Regions from separate parts of the Zea mays genome. Here region 1 is linked to region 2. The links are chromatin contacts, called in public Hi-C maps. All regions are on one chromosome and are shown on one strand. The core of a region is the stretch at or near the end of the contact, and the rest is flanking DNA. Distances in the headings are between cores, read along the strand shown.

What was found. Hi-C and Micro-C count contacts between places; a contact is called where the count stands out from the background.
Region 1: a contact with region 2 is called in a Hi-C map of leaf, with 5 times the contacts expected there. The contact joins the promoter of LOC103634614 here to the enhancer-like site in region 2. A contact is called at or near these places in 5 of 25 Hi-C or Micro-C datasets (ear, endosperm, leaf and 2 more) and 1 of 3 datasets of contacts at active chromatin or transcription factors (leaf).

The regions. Positions count from the first base shown.
Region 1 is chr1:55,001,919-55,005,155 of Zm-B73-REFERENCE-NAM-5.0, forward strand. LOC103634614 reads left to right here and starts at 1,968. Exons shown (of 9, transcript XM_020546366.3): 1 at 1,968-2,396; 2 at 2,536-2,590; 3 at 2,679-2,742; 4 at 2,833-2,875; 5 at 2,983-3,081; 6 at 3,155-3,223. The coding sequence starts at 2,139.
Region 2 is chr1:54,929,171-54,932,532 of Zm-B73-REFERENCE-NAM-5.0, forward strand. LOC103634613 (ABC transporter B family member 25, mitochondrial) reads left to right here. Exons shown (of 21, transcript XM_008657089.4): 21 at 83-589. The coding sequence ends at 226. Among protein-coding and RNA genes, the nearest start is that of LOC100191594, 31 kb to the left of the region's middle. Within about 2 kb of position 1,936, at least 2 of the 20 cell types and tissues checked have an H3K27ac peak or open chromatin away from gene starts, as enhancers often do. A contact at or near this core is called in endosperm and leaf, where this site is marked.

The DNA of each region.
Region 1 (3,237 bases), core at 718-3,217, 73 kb after region 2:
AGAGAAACTTCCTTGAACGACCAAAACAACACCAGAGTAGCAGGTCAAAAGAGAGAGAGAATTGAAACAAAAAATACTTGGGTTGGGAGAACTCTTCTATAGTACATACTCCATTAACAGAACCAAAGTATAGACCAATCAACATTTCTTATTGTCTAAGATCAACTTAAGTGTTGACGAAAGACTAATACTAGTGGTGGATAGGAGATTAAGTCCTAGACGGCTAAGATAAACTCTCGGGTAGTGTTGTCACCGCACATAAGAGGTGTGTAACAGGTGTAAGCAAAGAAGAGAGCATGACACCGAAATTCGAAAACGAGCATATGATATGGTGAGACAACTTTCTCTTTTTTATGAGATGATATACACTGCTCTATTCATGGTGAGATATCAACTTTATAGTGTTAGCATGTACTAGATAGTTCACTCTATTAGGTAGGCAGTCGATCAAACCGCATACGGACCCACCAACGTGACCTCACTTATGTAGCTTGCACCAGACCCATAATACGGGCCTTAGAAACAACTACTCCTTCCGTTCATAAATATATAACACTGTTGACTTTTTTAAAAAAGTTTTGACCACTCATATTATTCAAAAAATAATGAGTTATCATTTTTTTATTTGTTTTATCGCTTAAGGTAGTTTGTGCTTAACTTAGAATTTTATATTTTTAAATAAATATTTTGAATTAAAAACGAGTGGTCAAAGTTTTTTTTAAAAAGTCAATGGTGTTATATATTTGTAAATGGAGATAGTATTATGCAAGCGCCCACCTGTCGAACGAGGGACTGACAATCAGTTTTTTGAAGTGCCAACGACACGACCGTTCAACTTCTCTCGGCGTCATCAACTGAACGGCTACACTTTGTCGAATCAGCATTGCATCGATTGATTGGCTACATCTCTGCATCCACCAAAGTCCACATCAATTGGGACTATGATTTGTACCTGGGTAAAGTTCTTCATTTTAATTGTATACAACTATGTTGGTCTCTATTTTGCTCTTGGTTAACGTACTAAATTGACACACGCTTCAACATATTGTCACCAACTTTTGTACTCTCTCCGTCCTAAATTAAAAATTTGTTTTAGATAATTAACAGATTAATACAATACTCGATGTATGTGTTTTATATATGTTTCTAGATTCATTATCATATATTTAAATATATACATAAAAATCAAGAGCTAAAACCAATATTATTTTAGGACGGACGAACTATATCATTTTTTCTGGATTGAAATGCAACTGAAAATGACTAAATTTCTAACCGGCATTGTTGTATCCTTTTCTTACAGCAGATTTTTTTTGTTTTTGTTTCCTTGGACGTGCAAGAGTGTTGTACAGTTATTCCAATTGCACCCAGCAGCAGAAGCCGCATGCCAACCTCAGCAGAATATGTGTGGTAATATACAATACATACATGGCAACTATCAATGCATAGTATCGTTTCATATGCATGGCTGTGGATTACGATGGTTTGGGACCAGCTAAAATCGAGTTGAACCACAGGCCATAAACAGCGGTAATACCTCAGTGGTCAGTGCCCAGCTGCTCATGGGCTGTCGCTCACTATCTCTTACCTTCCAGAATCGAATGGTAGTACCTGCTTAATCTTGCTTACGTACGTATACTTTACATTCTATAATCTACTAGCAGGATTACATTTTGAAGAAGAAAAACTCTACAACATATGGGGGACGAGAGAAGAATAAACTGTAGCGCTTACATGCATGCTCAAAATAGCCTCATAAACCAAATACTATCTGGGATGCTAGTCCAGCTCCTCCCATTTCTGACGTGAATTTCTGGACCGCGTGGAGCTGTCTATTTCTCTTCAGATCCCGTGCCGTTTGTCTCCGGTCCATCACTCCTCACAGCTTGTGCTGCATTGCTCCTGTCTATAATAATCTGTCACACCAAAACTGCAGGCTTTAAAAGGCCCAGACGCATTCCGGGCGCCTCTACAGCCCAATTAAAAACCTCATTTCTTCTCTCCAGGAAAGAGGGATTCTATTTCAGGACGAACGGACACAGATGCATGGATGCACGTGATCAGCTACCAGCTGTAGTAGAATTGAAACCCTCTCTCCTCTACCTCGCGACGTAGTAGTCAGTGCACACAGAAGGTGGATGCAGATAGATGCATTGCATTGTCACCATCGTAGCACCTCCCTCTCTCTCTCCCCTTTTCGTTCCGAGGAAGGAAGCACCACAGGGCCAGCAGAGATGTCTGGAAAAGGGAAGAGGCGAAGCGCTAGATTGTTGAAGCTGGAAGAGCAGAAGAACGACGGCGGCGCCGTCTGCTTCCTTGACCCCTGGCAGATCATCCGGAACAGCATTTCCGGTCCGAGCGCGCGAGGGAAAAGGAAAAGGAATGAAGGAATCCAGGTAAAAAAAAAAAGGAAGAGAGAGAGAAAAAAAACAATCTGCGGCCATTGCTGGCTGCTTTCAACTCTCTTCGAATAATCGTACGTGTGTAGCTTCTTCCTCCGGTTCTCATCTGCCGGCCCGGATGATTTTGAAGCAGCCGCAGGGAGAAGCTTCTTGCAGCCGCCAGGAGCCACTGTATGCAGGAAACAGCAGTGCGGAAACTTTGCTTCTTTGTTATCTCCATCGGTTACTGTTGCATTGCCTGCGTAGACATGCGAGTTTCACATTGTTTTGTTTCAGATAGCTTACCAAGCCAAACCTCGGTAGGACAGATCATCGAGTATATCCTTGACGAGTTGGAGATGTAAGCTTTATTAGGCTCCCTTCTTTTGGCTTGTCCGTCAGGCACCGCGTGGTTTCCTATTATGATGATGCGTCCTTTCGTCTCTTTCAGGAGAGACAGGCATGAGCTGTTTGCAATGCCAGACGACATCCAGGTAAGAAATGGTAGATCTGGAGTATTCGCGTAGAGGGAGAGGCTGTTTTTTAATTGATGCGCCTGTTTCTTGTTTCAAGCGAAAAGACTGACGACATGCTGCTACAGGTGACTGATTATGCAGAGCTGGTGAGCAGGCCCGGTGACTTCGCGACACTGAGACAGAAGAACAGGGATGGCATGTACACGGCACTGGAGCAATTCGAGGTCCGTTTCTTGAACAATTTTACGGTTTTAATTTCCATCCACGATCTTAGCTCACTTCACAATGCGATCGCAGAACGATGTTTACATGGTGTTCCAGAAAGCGATAACGATGAACAGCCAGGACACCGTGCCTTTCAGAGAGGTTAATTTCGTCGC
Region 2 (3,362 bases), core at 686-3,185:
TTTTGAATGTCAGTAAATGGTGAATGTTGGTTGGTTTAATCTTGTCTCAAGTTTTTTTTTGATGATTCCTCTTTATTTTCAGATAATTGTTTTGGAGGATGGGAAGGTAGTAGAACAAGGACCACATGATTTTCTTCTGTCACAGGGTGGGCGATACGCAGAATTGTGGTATCAGCAGAACAGCACTGACGCCATGGATTCTGCTGCAGCTAGCGTAGAGGTTTGATTGACCATGTTTACCTTTTCCTTCTGCAAGGGGAAAAGAAGGGAAAACACAATCATAACCGTGAGAGAGAGGGATGGAGCCAACTTGTCTGCCTTGTAATTAGAGGTAGGTTTTTTGGTTCGGGGGGGAGGGGGGGGGGGGGGGGGGGGGGCATAAACGTACAGTTCCATTTTCAAGATAGCCGGGAGGATTTTCCCCCCTTTTGAGATTGTATAGACGATCCCTGCATGTTATGATAACCGTAACGTTTCTGTAGCATAAGGGATAAAGCCCAGTAAGGGCCTGTTTGTTTCGCATGGAATAAAGGGTAGAATAAATCTGGCTTGGATTCCTTTAATAATTACTATAATTTTTGGAGATTTAGAATTAATTCTGGTCTGTTCCAGTAGAAACGAACGGGCCCTAAATATTCAGTTGCCTCAGGCGTACTACCGTTTCAATATAAATGCTCCCATGATTGCTAAAAGAAATCTAAAACCCCATAGGAGCTGGATTGCATCTCTATTGACCTATGAAGATTATTATGCTTGTAATTATTTGATTGTACATAGCAGGAATGAGCTGTGTATACGAACAACTGATGTGCACATGCATTACAGCTGATCGAGAATAGGAATAAAATGAAATCTTAATCAATGTCATAAATCAAGTTCGAAAAATGTAAGTTACGAAGATGAATAGATTAGAGACTGATAATAATATGTGTAGAAGCTCTACCGGTGCCAAAAAAAAACATCAGACTTCCCCAGATCGCTTCAGGGCCTATTAGCAGGTACGTTCGCGCTTGGCTGCTGCTTCCCTTTGTTCAGGAACAGTGGAAGGCCAATGAAGCTGCATATGGGTGTTTTTGCACTGCCTAACATAGTGGTGGGGCATTAAAAAGGAGATAGTGGCAATAACGAACAGTCTAATCAGAGATTTTACTTAGGTTACCCTCGTTCGAGGGCGTCCTATTGTCTGATGATAATAGGCCTCCTTAGCTGACCCAAGACTAGGAGCAAGCATTTGTCAATTTTGCTTGATTTGTGTTCTTTGCTTAACCTTTTTTTTATATGTAATCGTTTAGTTGTGTACTTTGCTTGATCCTTATGAGACTAGTCTTGCATATGATTGTGTTGGCCTTGGTAACCTTTTGATTTTCTAAGTCCATACGTTATAACCATCCTTCCCTGGTAATAAAAAAAACATGTTTAGGCACGACCGCGAAAAAGAAGAATAGTGGACACACGTGGGCTTCACACCACCAAATGCACCACTCAAAAGTCTGATGCTTGAGCATCATTGTTTCTAGGAAATTATGGAAAGAACTGCACGCAAGAATTTTCCAGAAGTGCTTCAGTGGTTGAGCTAGTTGCAACGATCAAGGATGAGATGTTGGATTCGAGCCGGGAACAAAAGTTTTGGAAAGTGCTAGCTTCATTGGCCTAGAATTACTTTGGACAGACACTTTTGTATAGCTTTTCTGTTTTTTTTCTTTAGTGCCTGGTTCTTGGTCTACACTCACCATAGTGGATCGTGTAAAGTAGAAGATTTACACTGTAGATTACATCGTTTGCAGAGTAAAGTTTGAAATAAGGGATGAGATAAGATAGCTGCTGTAGGCAGCCTTAACTCTTATATATAGAGAGGTAAATGAAAGGTCGAGTGAGTTCAATCCAACAACAAACCAACCGTACGAGGAAAGTAAGCGGATCAAGGACCAGCCGCACCAGTCGACCAGGAGTTAAAATCGGCCCGCTCATGTTTAATTGGGTTGAGTTGGCCAACCCATGTAGTGCACAACAATAATTATTTAGTCATTTAAAGTTTAATTCAGTCAGGTCTACTTCAATCATTCAATGTTTACTTTAACTATTTAAGATTTACTTTAACATAGAAAAAAATATTTAGGTATTCAAGATTTACTTCATTCATGGATTTTAAAATTTTATAGAAGAAACATTCAATAATTTAAGGTTTACTTTAACCATTTGTGAATAAACATTCGACGATTCAAGGTGATGAGTCCTGAATAGGAGGTGGCGACTATAACAAATGAGTTGAATAGGAGGTGGCGACTATAACAAATGAGTAGAGGTGCGACGGTGAGGAATTGTGGAATGTTAGGTGGCGTGGGTCAGCATAGTGGTGTTGGCTAATTTGTAATGGCTAGCGGAACGCGTGCACAGCGACACACGAGTGAATCAAGGGGTGAAGCTGATGCACTGGTTGGTTCGAGTTCGAATCATGAGTTGTATATTAAAAAGTATTTGTTTCCCATGTAGGCAAACTAAAAAACACTTACATGCAACAAATTTTCTTGTATACTACCTACAGTTGTTTGCTCATTTTCAGTGTGTGTCTCCGGTTTCTAAAGCACTTAAGAGAAGACATTGTTAGTATTGGTCCATTTAAAATATTTAATAATTATAAAATTCTATATTAAATAAATACTTTATTATCTTTAGTATTGTATAGGTAGTTTATAGGACGGCTATATGCTTTATATGGTGATTCAATCTATGTATATTGAGTTGTTTAGAAAAGGGTCAAGGTATGACACACCCATATGCGTGATAGTCGCCTAGAGAGGAGAGATCGAATAGGCGAAACCTAAAATTCTAACTCAAATAATAAACTTTGAACCGAAGATTATAACTTAAGAGGTTAGAACAAGATAATATTGCTAATGTAAATTTCCAAGACAACAACTTTCTTATGTTGCTAACAAAATTTAGGTGCGAAATAGAGGCTATCAACATAATATAAAAGAGACAAAGCTCAAGAAACAAACAAATCAAATATTTAGATGAGAAAATACAAATGCAAGTAGGGAAGAAGAATGCATAAGAGACACAAGATTACCGAAATTCAATTTTAGAAAGAAACATACATCTCTGTTGAGGGGTTCATAAAGAACCGAGTCTCTTTCAACCCTTTCCTCACTCAAGTGATCACTAAGGTCGAGCTTGAGTCCCTTTCTTTTCTCATTGGTGAGAGCAAACTCTCACAAGGCTCTCCACACAAAGTCAGAGGCTCTTGATTACTCTACAAACTTGGAGCAGCAACTCAACACACTTTTGATCACAAGAATCTCCTCATTTAGCACTAAACTCAGCTCTACACAAGTGCTCTAGCAACTCTATGCTATCTAGCT